Linked DNA regions of Mus musculus: region 2 is linked to region 1. The links are chromatin contacts, called in public promoter capture Hi-C maps. All regions are on one chromosome and are shown on one strand. The core of a region is the stretch at or near the end of the contact, and the rest is flanking DNA. Distances in the headings are between cores, read along the strand shown. Region 1 has its middle 57 kb from the start of Gm33380. Region 2 has its middle 5.3 kb from the start of Gm33484.

What was found. Promoter capture Hi-C pulls out the DNA fragments that hold promoters and counts their contacts.
Region 2: a contact with region 1 is called in a promoter capture Hi-C map of hippocampal neurons, with 7 times the contacts expected there. The contact joins two enhancer-like sites. A contact is called at or near these places in 1 of 39 promoter capture datasets (hippocampal neurons), 3 of 15 datasets of contacts at CTCF or cohesin (the NIH/3T3 cell line, embryonic stem cells and large pre-B cells), 17 of 484 Hi-C or Micro-C datasets (3T3-L1-derived adipocytes, CD4 T cells, CD8 T cells and 9 more) and 8 of 115 datasets of contacts at active chromatin or transcription factors (embryonic basal ganglia, embryonic limb bud, fibro-adipogenic progenitors and 5 more).

Annotation. Positions count from the first base shown.
Region 1 is chr12:32,635,083-32,642,525 of GRCm38.p6, reverse strand. No RefSeq gene overlaps it. Among named protein-coding and RNA genes, the nearest start is that of Gm33380, 57 kb to the right of the region's middle. Within about 2 kb of position 4,870, at least 17 of the 459 cell types and tissues checked have an H3K27ac peak or open chromatin away from gene starts, as enhancers often do. A contact at or near this core is called in hippocampal neurons, where this site is marked.
Region 2 is chr12:32,911,019-32,917,789 of GRCm38.p6, reverse strand. No RefSeq gene overlaps it. Among named protein-coding and RNA genes, the nearest start is that of Gm33484, 5.3 kb to the right of the region's middle. Within about 2 kb of position 3,144, at least 4 of the 459 cell types and tissues checked have an H3K27ac peak or open chromatin away from gene starts, as enhancers often do. A contact at or near this core is called in hippocampal neurons, where this site is marked.

The sequences.
Region 1 (7,443 bases), core at 3,621-6,120:
ATTAAAAGGAGCAGCCTGATAACTTGGGTTATTCAAGGACCCGATTAATTACTTGTTCAGTTCCTGGAAAGGCTCCATGCGAAATACTGGGTATTGACCCCATAGTCCTAGATGCTCCTGAGAACCAGTCAGCCACTAATATTGCCTTTGTCAAACAGCCTCCTCCAGGCACAGGAGAAGGCTCTAGAAATGAGAGAACTTGAAGGGATAAGTAAGTCTTGACCTTTGGATATTGCACCAAAAGTTTAAAAATACCAAGATTCAGCTGAAGACAGACAAGAAAAGACATTTCCTGTGCAGTGGTCACTGTTCTTGAGACAGGAGAGGAAATGGAGGACACAGACCAGGAAAGGGGGTTCATGGGCTTTCCAGCATCATCGGATGGGGCCCCGAGTGCAGATTTGCTAGAATTTAGGCCAAAATATTCACAAACACCTTGCTCCCTGGGTATGTGACTTCCTCATAGCTCTTTGACCACTAAAGAGAAATGTGGACAGACAACAGAAGGCCTTTTAGAGGACTCTTAACCCCTAGGGTACAGAGTCTCAGCTGAAGGCTCATTTGTACATCCCTCAGGTCACATGCCTAGGCTAAATCTAGAGAAATGAAAACACTTTTCTATGACCATGTTTCAACCATTCTACAAACCCCTACACTGACATCAAAAACATAAGTGTGGGAACTCCTGGTGGTCATTGGATACTGCTGCTATGGATGGTGGTGTTTGCAGAGATGGCTGGTGCCCTCTATGCCAGGAGTACACAGTCTTTGGAATGGACTGAAACTGAGAAAAGGGCCCTCCTGTCTGCCCAAGTGCTTTCCCTACCCCACCCCCACCACCTCTCACCCCTATACCCCACCCCTAGGCTATCTCATTTGTATGTGGATAATGCAAGAGGCATTATCTAAAGGATTCTCATGCATACCCTAGGAGCCTGGGAAAGACTGATGGCATATCTGCCCAAGAAAGAGACTTGACATGGTACAGCCCAGTGGTGCATAACTGTCACTGTTATACTGGGAAATTAATCTGACAAATTAATTGTAGGGTATAAACTTTTCCTGACAGCCCCACACTATACTGAGTCCCTCTGGAGGGGAGTACCTGAGAGATGGATGTCTAACTTCCAGAGACCCAATATCAAGACCTCCTCTGGTTCAACCACACATTTGTTTCCACAGATGACAGCCCTCAATCCTGCTAGTCTCCTGCTAGAGAATAACTCTAAGGGTCCTCTGCATGACAGTCTTAAGGTGAGTGACCAGATCCAGTCACCAGGTTTGACCTTACTGACATTCATTGGTAACACCAGATGAGGTATTGTTCACAGATAGGAGCAGTTTTATCCAAGACAGGATCTGGTATGCAGAGGCTGCAGTGGTGACCCAAGATAAAACTATCTGGGCATGACCTTTAAGCAGACAAACCTCAAATCAACAAGCTGAGCTTTTAGCTTTGACTGGAGCACTCTGCTGAGGGAAGGACAAGACTATGACCATACACACGAACTGATACTGCAAAACTCGTGATGTCCATGGGTTTACACGTTGCTGATCTTAGCAGGAAAAGAGATGAAAATCTGAGAAGAAGCCTTAGACCTATTAAGAGATATCTGGTTACCCAAAACAGTGTCCACTGCAGAGGACTCATAAAAGGGGATTCCCCAGAAGCCAGTAGCAACAAAGCAGCTGATTTGACTGCCTGGAAGTAACCTGAGAACCAGTGGTGCCTCACCAAGGCTTGGTAGCCCTGTCAGAGCCCAGCTTACCAGTTACCTGGAATATAGCCTGGGTAAGATTGACTCAGAGAAACAAGAACTGGCAAGACAGTATAAATAGGGATATTGGCTACTGCTGGACAACAGACCCATCCTTCCCGTGAGTCTGGGAAGGTAACTGGCTTTGGATCTTTACCAAGCCACCCACTTAGTGACCACAGAAACTGTTAAACTCCTTAGACCCGGGTATTATGTTCCAAATTAGAAAATCCTGAATAAAGACACCACCTTTAGACATGTCACTTGTGTTCAGGAAAATCCCAAAGCAGGGAGGAAGGTCCCAGGAGAGATTCAGGCTTGAGAAAACTGGTCTGGAGAACACGGGAGTTGTACTTTACTGAAATCAGGCCCAAATATTTGCTGGTGTTTGTAGATGGAGGCTTCCCTAATAGATACCAAGAAAGTTCTTCAGGAAATAATACCTACATTTTGAGTGTTACTAGCTTTGGGGTCTGGAAATGGCTTGACCTTCATAGCCAAACTCTCAAAATCTGACAGTTATAAAATATCAATTGGAAATTACATCGTGCATATAGGCCATAGAGCTCAGGGGAGGTAGAAAGAATGAATAGAACTCTTAAGGAGATTCTGACCAAATTGGTTCTGGAAACTGATGAAGACTGGGCCAAGCTCCTTCTCTGCTCTCTCCTGCTCAGGGTCCAGTGTTATTGTAAGAAGGGGATTGCTCCTTTTGAAATTATGTCTGGGAGAATACCTCCCATCTTTCCCAACCTCTGACCAGAGTTTACTAATCCCGATGTACAATGCTGTTCCCATGCCAACCAATCAGTGTTAACTAGAGAAAAACCTTGCCATGGTCAGCTAAACTGCACAGAAAGGAGAGAAAGGAAAGACGGATCAGATACCCTGTTTACCTGGTCCCCATGGCAGACCACCTCTCTGTCAGGATTAGCTGGATCATGAGTCTTATCCTAGTCAGGCTATTAGTAGGACTCTGTATCCTCAATTGCATGACCAACTAAATTATTGGTCCCTAGGACCAACTATGCCTTCCTAGTACATGATAAGTAAACAACTTGACTCAGGCCCACAGAACGAGTGGGGAATGTAAGGCAGCAGGCACATGCAGCGGTTCCTTCATCTTGTATTCTTGCTGAGGCCATTTCATGCTTAACTAGATGTTGATCTCATGGATGGAGAATCCCATGAAAAAATTACCCAACTCTATTCTAGGAATTCAACATCAAAATACGCAGTAAACTTATCTCTGCTTCTGCTGACCTGCTTGCTTGCTCAGAACTACTCCTTCTACCTACTGCTTATTTTAGCTTCATGATGCCAGGGCATAGGTTTTCTCTTCAAAAACCCTGTGTGCAGGACACTAGGCACTACACTTAGATCCTGAATAACTGAGTATAGCCTTGCTAACTGAAATGAAGACTTTCAATAGGCCATACATTGTTTCTGAGTGGTCATTTTTGATGGACTCCCCATAACACTTTTGGCCATGTTTTATTATCCCAGAAAATAGAAACCTCCAATCAATACATTATTCTTAAGATTTATTTTGTTAAAGTGAAGCACAAAAAGAAAAAGATAAGGAGGTAGATAATTCACAAACAGATCCTAAGTCTACTTACTACATCTAAAGATTGTTAGATGTTCCATTTCTGATCTTAAATTGTAGTGGTGAGCATGAAATTAATATATCTCCACTGATAATCAACAAAGAAAGTACCAAGGGAACCCAGGAGAAATGCGCCAGTTTTAAATGATATATTAGCATCGTTCAGTATAATTTTTCAAATTTTGTCTTCAGACGTCACAGAATATTTCTACAATTAGCTCAAGTGCTAACAATGATAGCTGCTCTGTACCCCCAAGGGAAAAGAGTCCTACCTCACTAAAATTGGAGATACAGGAATCTACTGTGTCTTGGCGAGCAGAGGTACAGGGAAAAATTGTGTAATTTGTGGGAAGGGGATTGATGTTTGGGAAGAGAACGGATCTATACCATTCCTAGTTGCAAGGAGTACAGGGTTGCCAGGAGCCATTCCAATCCTCCTGGCTCCAGGTCTTTCATGAAGAAGGGATCAATACCACCAATGGTGTCTCCACCTGATGCCATTTTTTCCACTTAAGTCTTTGGAGCCTATGGGTGTCTATCTGTCTGCCAGATAAGATGCTGCAGTCCTTCCATAGTGTTTTCTAAGCATCTACTTGGAAAATAGCATTCTTCCCAACACTTACCCCAGTCCTTGACTATTTTATGAAAGAGCTTACATTTAGTGTGAAAGACAGATATGTGTACAATAAGAGGATGGATTCCGTGCAAGAACATGAGGGTCAGGCAGGCAGGGTACTGTTCGCATGAGAATGTTGAACAAGGCATTGCATGGACTGGATACTTGCCAGACACAGATGAGGAAGAGCAGTCCAGCTAGAGGGAAGGATGGAATAAAACCCAGCGAGATGAGGAAAGAGGTATATTTGACACAGCAGTAATGCCAGTGATATTGAATTAGTAAGTGTATGTCTGTATGTGTACAGGTTATGAGACAGGTTAGAAAGTTCCCTGTGTGCCACATTTTGGACTTTATATTTCATCCCATGGCTAATGGTGTGGACTTTTCAGTAGGAAGTCATGGTCAGTTCTGATATCCAAAGAAGTGACAGTGGCAGCAGTGGGGAATAGAGAGGGATGAGGCTAGATACCCAGGAGTCAGTGTGGAGTAGCTGAAGTTGTCTCAGAAATCCCAAAGAAAGTTAGTTTACCAAGACAGGCCATGGCTCAACTGTGATAGTGCATATGGTCATGAAGAAGAAGTCTTCCGTGGCAATTGTTCAATTGATTGACAGGATGAAAGCTTGACATTCTAGTGGGTGTACACAGGCTATCCTCAAATGAGATTCAAGGAAGTTGTGTGCTTAGAAACACTACTAACAAGTCTGTAGAGGAGTCTCTTCTCCCTGGCTTCAAAGGGATGATATTTTTTAAAGGGATGTGTTTGTTTAGCAAATGGAACTTTTGATCATGGAAGGGACCACACAAGCGGAGGGGAGACAAGACCTTCTTTGTTCACAATTTCTCTTCTGTTGAAAAAGTTTCTTTACCGCTTTTGTGCTTGAATTTTTCCCTGCTATTAATCTGCCACCTTGTGGCCTAATGAGGAATTTCAATTTTAAACTGAGAGGAAGGACTAAGAAGTCAATATTCCTTTCCGAGAACACAAACCCTGCCATAGCATAGCGCTGGCTGTGAAAAAGATCAAAGGAGAGCAGAGATACCCCGCTACTATGTAACCCCTTCTTCCCTGCTCACCAACGACGCTGTGGGATAGGAATTCACAGGGCAAAAGGAAGAACAGAGTCACAGGCACTTAGAATTCTGTGTGCTTTTCATCCTACAAAGCGATAGCTTGGATAGTGTCTTCAAATTTTAATGGAAAGTTTAATTGACCTAAAAGTTAAATAATCAGGTAAGATTATCATTAGCATCCAAAATACTGTATAGAATCATAAGACAACTTTGCAAACAGATAACAATTAGGCATCAAATAATCACTCTGTAAAGTGAAATGAATGACGTATGTCCACATATGCCTCTTAGCATCCACATGGCAGGTCACAGTCATCTATAACTCCATTCCAGGAAATCTGACACTCTCTTCTGCCTCCGTGGACACCAAGCACACACACACACACACACACACACACACACACACACTATATATATATGTGTATATATATATATATATATATATATACACACACACACACACACACATCCAGGCAAAACAATAAATAAATACACATACAAAATAAAAATAAATAGATCATTTAAAAATAAAAGGCCAGTTAAGTCACCTAGGGACTAGTATGTTTCTGAAATTTCTACTTTGATATCTTTATTCTAATCTGACTCCACAAATGCCCATGAGTTCTTTATTTTCTTTATAGCCAATCTTCTTGTTTTCTTGGTCCAGGCCTATTATTCTTAAATACTGTTACACAGAATACTCTGTGTTCTCCTCCCAGACAGCCATATTTTTAATTTCTCTCTCTCTCTCTCTCTCTCTCTCTCTCTCTCTCTATATATATATATATATATATATATATATGAATAAAGTGGTCTGTAAGCTTCTTTCTGAATGGGCAGCTATTTATTACAGCAGGCCATACTTGGCTGAGGTTAGCAACAAACCTCAGTTGCCTTTTAACATTCAAAAGAAATGCAGGGCCTTTGAAACACTGCAGGCTTCTTTTACTTTTCTTACTAATTTGGAATTCTGGCTTCCTTCTCTTTCAGGTTTTATGATTACTTGTTATTTTTGTTTGTACTCTTTTTCACAATGTCTGAAAGGATGGGAGAGGTGGGAGGAAAGGCCAAGGTAATTGAGTCCACCTAGCTGCCTCTGCAGTTAACAGCATGCCAATTCTAAACCCTGGGCTTCATTTTAATCTATTCTTTCACACAAAACAGCATCCAGTTGATATGTGCAGAATCAGGAGCATAGTCACCACAGCTGTCCTTTCATGTTTATGAGGTCCACACTTGGGGTATGAGAATTGCATCTGTTGAACATGGCTTAGGTTTTCTTGATATTATTCCCCTTTAAAAACCCATAAAACCATTCACATAGCATTTTTCTTGTATCAGGTATTATTAATAATCTGGATGAATTAAAGTATATGAGCATATACATCTAAGTGATAGAAAAATATTACTAATACATCATTATATATAAGGTGCTTGATACTTGAGAATTTGCACATCTCTGTATGTGGTGGAGGGAAACTAATTCTCTGAGGCTACCAAAGGATGTCTGTATTATACAAATGATATGGAAATTAACAGTGACTATAATAAACTGATGAAAGCAAGTTAGGGGAAAACAGGGCTTATTTTGGATTGTAGTTCCATGAGGTTAGAGTCTATATTGATGGGGAAAGCATGGGAGCAGGGGCAAGAAGCAGAGAGGTCACATTTTATCCACACACAGAAAGAGAGATAGGATGGGAAGTCAGTGAGGCTACAAACCCTCAAAACTCACCCCCCCCCCCCAGTGATGTATTTCCCAGTGGTGTTAGGAAGTGATGAATCTCCACTTCCTGACAGTTCTGTACCCCCCAAAACCATGTCACCAGCTAAAGACCAGCTGTTCAAATGCATGAACTTAGAGGGGCATTCTCATACTATAACAGTCCTGGGTCATGCCAGCAGTGTAGGTAACATGAATAATCAGAAATGAAAGTGATCAGAGGGTGCAAAGCCAGGAGGGAGTTCAGAGTAAACCTTAAGCTTGGGATGGGCACAGCACTTACCATTTGCCTTACAACGTTATTCACTCTACCTAGAGCTGAGAACTGTTTATGCAGGAAACACACTTCCTCTGTCTGTCTGAGCACTCAGAAAGGCTGCATTGCCTCCTAAGGTAAGATGAGATGCAGCTGTTAGCTTGCCCTTTTAGCCCTGTGAAAGACAGGTGATCTACTTCCTCCAGGCACAAGCTGTGTTAGCAGCTCAGTTCTCCCCAGCAAGGGGAAATGGAACTAATTCTGCCACCCTCAAGGAATAACTAAGCACGAACCCCTGCCTGTTCTCACGGGGTTACAACCTTTCTCTTTCCAGTATGCTTCTGGCTTTCACTTTCTGCATTTCCTTTCTCTTTCTCCTGGAAACGGAACCGAGCTAAGCACACCT
Region 2 (6,771 bases), core at 1,895-4,394, 280 kb before region 1:
AAAATTCTAAAGTGTGAATGGAAAAGAGACTCCAGGGAACCACCAAGCAAATTTTATAAAGATTTAGAATCCCCAGTAGCACAAAAGTCATAACTGAAAATAACCGTTCCGACGACGGAGCAACCCATTCTAGAAGATGCTAAAGGAAAGTCGGGGAGCTAGAAAGTAAATGAAAGAAGTCGTCCATTATGCAGATCACAAGGATGCAGGCCCAAAGGTGAGAGAGAAGTGAGATTTGGAGGGTTGAGAGACGACTCTGACAGCTCCAGGAGAAGACAACCTCAATGAGGACCTCGTGAAGAGATGAGGGCCAAGAATGGTCTTGAACTGTCAAAAGCAGCCCATCCCAGGATTCAGGAAGCCCACGTTTATGTTACAAGAAACTCACCAGGACACTTTGTAAGCAAAGCGCAGGCACCCGGACAAAAAAGGACCCCTTTAAAACAGGCACGCTAGCGAGGAGTAGCAGTCAGAGCAGACTGATTCTTACAGCCAAGCGAAAGCCAGAAAACAGTGACAAAATGAAAACTACAGCCACAGAATATTTCTCCAGTGTAAGGAAGCAAGTTCTTTTCAGAAGAATCAAATTTGAATTTACAAAGGATCATCACCAGAAAAAAAAAATCAAAGTTGAATTGCAAGAAAAAGAAGTCCCCAAGAGAGAAGAAACATGAGTACACTGATAATGTGTGTCATTATATATACACACATCTTGGTACTCTTTAAACTAATGGTGCCGGGCTAAGGAGATGCTGCTCTGTGGCTATGAGCACCTGCTGTTCTTGCACAGGACTGGAGTGTGCTTCCCAGCATGCGTAAACTCTACCTCCCAGGAATCTGATAGCCTCTTCTGGCCTCTGTGTGTGTGTGTGTGTGTGTGTGTGTGTGTGTGTGTGTGCATGTGCATGTGTGTACAAGGCATTTGCTAATACAAATATAGGCACACATATATTTTAAATACATTTAAAAAGGATACAAACAGGCCTATAGTTATGGCAGCTATAGAAAGTAGTACCAAAATAATCTCAGTTATCAGTGTGTGACACTAAGTTAGCTTATGCACTTCACAAAGGGTTTCAATGTAGTCAAGTCTGATTTGTACTTAGTTTATTTTGTTCCTCAAAGAGATTTGGGTATGCTTTGTTGTACAGGTGGGATTGAGATAATCCTCACAAGAGTAATTTTCACCAGACTCTGCTTTGCTTAAATACACACCTAAAAACACCACATGGGGTCAGACTCCCGAAGCTGGACCACACTGGCTACTGGGTTGTGTCATCCTAAGCTGCCCTTTTGTTCCCCCACAGCTCATCACTGGGTACCTGTGAAGATTGCAGAGCTGCCCCCACTCTGCACCTAACAACACAACATTATAATATTTAAAACAAAATGTCAAATCGCTTGTGATAAATCTATCATGACAGGACACATCTTAAAAGAAGGTTGGTTTTTTTTTTATTTGTTTTATTTGTGAGTGTTTGTCTGCATGTATGTATGTGCACCATGTTCACGCTTGGTATCCTCAGAGGTCAGAGAGGGTGTCAGATACCCTAGAACCAGAGGAACAGTTATGAGCCTCCATGTGGGTGTTGGTAACCAAACCTGGGGCCTTGCAAGAGAAGTAAGCACTCTTAATTGCTGAGCTATCTCTCCAAACCAAATAGTACAACTTTTTAATATGTCACTTTAGGTTTTTGATCATACAGACAAAAATTACTGCGAACGGGGCTAGGAAGATGGCTCAGTGGCCAAAGTGCTTGCAGCACAAATGGAAGGACCAGAATTTGGATCTCTAGGACCCATGTAATAGCCATAAAATCTAGGTAGGCATAGTAGCTGCCTGTAATCCCATCTTTGGGGAGCCAGAGACATGGTATCCCTGGGGGCAAGCTATCTAGATAGACTGGTAGATTAGTAAGCTCTAGGTTCACCTGAGAGATCCTGCTTCAATAAATGAAGTCAGTAGAGAGTGATCAAGGAAGATACCCAATGTCAACTTTGGGCTCCCATGTGGGAAAGAGGAAGAGAGAAAGGGAAAGGGGGAGGGGAAGGGGGAGGGAGGGGGAAGGGGGCGAGGGAATATAAATGTGAACACTGCAGAAGTAGAAATAAACATACATACTATGACCTTGCTTCAGCAGAAAGGTGGTGTTAACTTTCTACCTTTAAAACAATGTAAAAATATATCTAGTAGAAGAACCTTAGTCACAGAACTGTAGCTGCAAAGGAGTCTGGCAGATGAGGCTTTCAACATTCCAGACTCCGAAATACTTTCTTAGCATACAGAGAGATTTGGAATGGACAATGAATGCTAACTTACCAAATCCACCAAAACTTCTGAACCAAAGTAAAAAAAAAAAAAAATCATGATATTAAACTTAAAATGGTTTAAAATTGATTGGTAAATCTCTATATTTCAAAACCTGTGAGGTGCAGCTAAGAGAGTACTCGGGAACTAATGAGGTCATTGTTACATCAGAAAATATCTGGGAACTAAAGATTCAGACCTCAAAACTTTAGAAGTAAATCCACCATACCACATACAAAGAACGCAACCTAGAAATAATAAAAGCAAACAATCAACACAGGAAGTAACAATAGCAAGGAAATAACAGAAACTTGGTGCACAGAGAGGAACAATAAGATAGGTTTCCAGCAACATTACCCACATAAAGGAGAAAGGTAAATGACTATGACATTAATGAAAAGAACCATAGACTCTGAAAACATCACAACAATAAAAAGGAATTATGAGTGACTTTAGCCAATAAAATTGAAGGCTTGCATTACTGCCTCCTTAGAGAATTAATGTTCTAAAGTTGACAGAAGAGTAAGAAAAATGGGGTCTTGTGACCTTACATAAAAGGCCAGCTATCAGTCCCACCCTTTGAGAAGACACCAAGTGCAGATTTTACATGTGACATCCAACAAACTTTCACTGAATACTGAATTCTGAGCAAAGAGAGCCCTTCCAGTGTCAAAGAACAGTTGGAGTTTTAATAGAGCACTCTCTATTTTTAAATGCTGGCAGCTTTTAAAGCATTTTTTTTTTTTGTCAGTGCAGGCAAAATATAATATGTCTGCAGGCTGGTTCCAGCCCACAGTCTGCTGGTTTGCAACCCCTGTTCTCAGCCTCACCAAGGAACACCCTTGTGAGTCGGCTGACTTAGGTCTGACAGTAACAAAACTTGCTGATAGAGTGGTGAGACGCTGACATGCATATTCAGAGGTGGTTGTGGAAATGGTCTGAACACTACAGCTAAGTGCAGTGCTCCTAAGTCAGGCTGATGTGCGGTACTGTTGGGAGGCAGAGGACGGGCCACATCCTTTGTGAGCTTTTTCAGTCTGGTCATCTCCCATACCTTGTGGCTTGTCTTCTCTGCTTTTCTTTCTCATCTTTCCTTTCATCTTTCTCCCTTTTCATTGTCTGTGTCTCTGCGAATCCAGTGAACTCGAAGGCCTCATGCATGCTAAGCAAGGGCTCCGCCACTAAGCTGCATCCTCTAGCTCTTTTGGGGGGCTGGAGAGATGGCTCAGTGGTTAAGAGCACTGTCTTTTCTTCCAGAGGTCCTGAGTTCAGTTCTCAGTCACAACCGTCTATAATGGGATTTGGTGCCCTATTCTGGTATGTGGGCATACATGCAGATAGAGTACTCATGTGCATAAAATAAATCTTTGAAGAAGTATATTTTATTCTGAGGCAGAGTTTCACTGTGCTCACCAGGCAAAGTTGTACTTATGATCCTCCTGCCTCAGTCTCTTGAATAGTGAGGATTATAGGTTGTGCCACTAGGCCTGACTTAGTCTTTCTCATGAATAGCGTCTTTAAAAAAATATTTTCCAGCTCTAGTGAAGAACAACTGACCAAAAATTGTACATATTTAATATATACAACAACATACTGATTTGATACATGTAAGCCTTACAAAATAATTGCCACAATCAAGTTAACTAACACATTGAAAACTTTAGTTACCCTTTAAATACAATATATAATATTATATATTATGTATAATGTAATATTATATATAACACATAATATATAATATATACATATAATAATATTTTATATATTATATAATGTGTAAATTAGGGTCAACATACTTATATCCTCCCTCGATTATTATTTACTTATGCTAAAACATTGCAAATTCTACTAACTTTAAAAACATATGTGACATGTGGTCTTCACCTGTCATCAATCCTCCTTAGCAACAGCGCAGAAGGACTTATCTCTCCCTCTGTACTGTGACTCAGTCCCACCGATAGACACCTCATCACCATCTCTGTCCCCATCTGTCCCTTCTCCTGCTCTTACAGCCTCTGGGGTGCACCATGCTGCTCTCGGCTTCCTTGAGTCTACGCTGTGGACTACACAGTACTGTGAGCTCATTTCATGGTGTCTGGCTTATTTGACTAAATGCAATGACCTCCAGGTAGGTACACCTTATCATAAATGATGGGGTTTCATTTGTTTTGTGAGGTCAAATAGCATTTCATTATGCCTATGGACCATATTTTCTTCATCCACTTATCAGATGATAGGCATTTAGGTTGCTTCCATTTCTTGGGTCCTGTGATTCTACAATAAACATGGACATGCAGATTCCTCTTTCATATCCTGATTTAATGTCCTCAGTAAGTGTGAGATTGCTGGATCGTCTAATTTTTATTTTTTTATTTTTATTTCCAGGTATCTCCGTATTGTTTTCCAGAGCTGCTGTTTATTTATATTTCCACAAGCAGTGTGCAGAAGTTCCCCTTCCTCCTCCTCGTAAGTAGCCTTTGCTGTCGTTTACATGTCATGGCAATTCTTGCAACACCTTACTGTGGTTTTGACATATGTTTCTTGGGTGACTGTTAGCCTGACCCTTTTCATGTTCGTCTTGGCCATTTGCATGTCTTCCTTCAGAAATGCCTATGTAGATCTGCTGACAATGTTTTACTTGGAGTTTATTACCACTGAATTGCTTGATTTCCTTTTATGTCCCAATTATTAGCTCATTGTCAGAGAAATAGTTTGAAAATATTCCTCTCATTTTCTAGGTAGTTGGCTCTGCTGTTTCACTCGCTAGGCAGGCCATGTTTTTCTTCTGTTTCCTTCCCCACCTCCTTGTCCCTCCGCCTCTCCTCTCCCTCTTATTTTCCTCCCTTCTTCCTCTTCCTTTCCCCTCCTCTTCTCTCCTCTTCTTCCTTTCCTCTCCTCTCCTCCTCTCCTCTTCTTCCTTTTCCTTTCCTGTCTTCTCCCTCTTCTCTTTCTCTCCTCCTCTTCCCCTTCCTCTCTTCCTCTTTTCCTCTACTGAGGAATCCAGAGGTAGAATCCAGAACACCATCCATGGCAGGCAAGCACTTCCATCATTGAACTATATCTGAAAAACTTTGAGGCAGGACCCTGCTAAGTTGCCCAGGCTGGCCTCTGTGTCTTTAAATGCACTTTTCTTAATACATCTTTTCTGTGTTGCCACCCGATACAGTAATGAACACAGCAAATTGATGCTTCCACCAGAGACTCTGACTCCAGGAAAAAATGCATTATGATACTTAGGTCCCACTTAGGGCCCTATAATATTATAGGGTCTTACACAGCCTATAATTGCTCACCCATCTTTTGTTAAGAGAAGTAATAGAACATAGTAACTCAGATCATGAGCTCTGGAGCCAGCCAGTCCTGTTTAGATTTTGCCTCTCCTGCCCCATATGACCCTGTGACCTCTCCATCCTCTCTTTTGCCAATGGTAAACAACATGAACAAGACAGACAGACAGACAGACAGACAGACAATCCCTGATCAAAGGTATTCACACTGTGGTTGTTGGAAACCCATAATAAAAAGACACAGTATGTATCACATAGTAGATTCTATTTTCCCAGCCTTGGATCAGGGCTTTGCCACATAACAGCAGGAGGCAGAAGCTGATCCAGTTCTGGGCAGGAGCCCGTGGGGGTCTGTCTTTCCAAGTGCTTTCTGTTCTTCACTGCTGCCCCGATTGAGTAGGTGACTAATCTCAGGAGGATGAAAAGGCAGGAGGTAAGCTAAATTTAGCTGGGGTGATCCAGTCTCTAGCGGGCTCCAGATGTGTGAGTGGTTGCTGGTTTAAGCTACTGAGCTGAGGTGATTGACAGACTGCCTCTGTCTGTTGTTGCCTTAAGCCCCACAGCACATTTAATCCTTGCAGCAGTCTGAGGGTGGGTATTAGGAACCCTTAGTGATCGGAAATCATCTAATGTGCAATAAAAATATTAAAGTCTTGCTTGCGTGCAAAACTTGAAGTAAAGCAAATATCAACATCTCCTCTCTACCTCTCCAACCCAAATCTTGTTAAGAATCAAGAAGTTTCAAGGTGACATGAGTGGCCAGAGTCAGATAGTGTGGCCAAGTGCGTCATTAAATGTCAATCTGATAAGAGAAAGACTTTGCATTTTATTTATTTTATTTTAGTCTGAGGGTTTTTTTGTTTTGTTTTGTTTTTTTGTTTTTTTTTTAACAGAGTTACCCTATGTAGTGTAGTCTTTGTCCTGGAACTCACTTTGAAACCAGGCTGGCCTCGAACTCAGAGATCCACCTGCCTTTGCCTACAGAGTCCTGGAATTGATGGATTATTTTAAATAACCAAGCTTGTAAGATATCAAACCTCCATTAAATCCCTCATATAAAAAGCTGTTCAGAGGTTACTCTCGCAGAAGACTGGGTGTAGTTCCCGGCATCAACATCGGGCAGTTCACAGGCACTTTTAACTCCAGCCCCTGGGGATCTAGCGCCCTCTTCTGGCC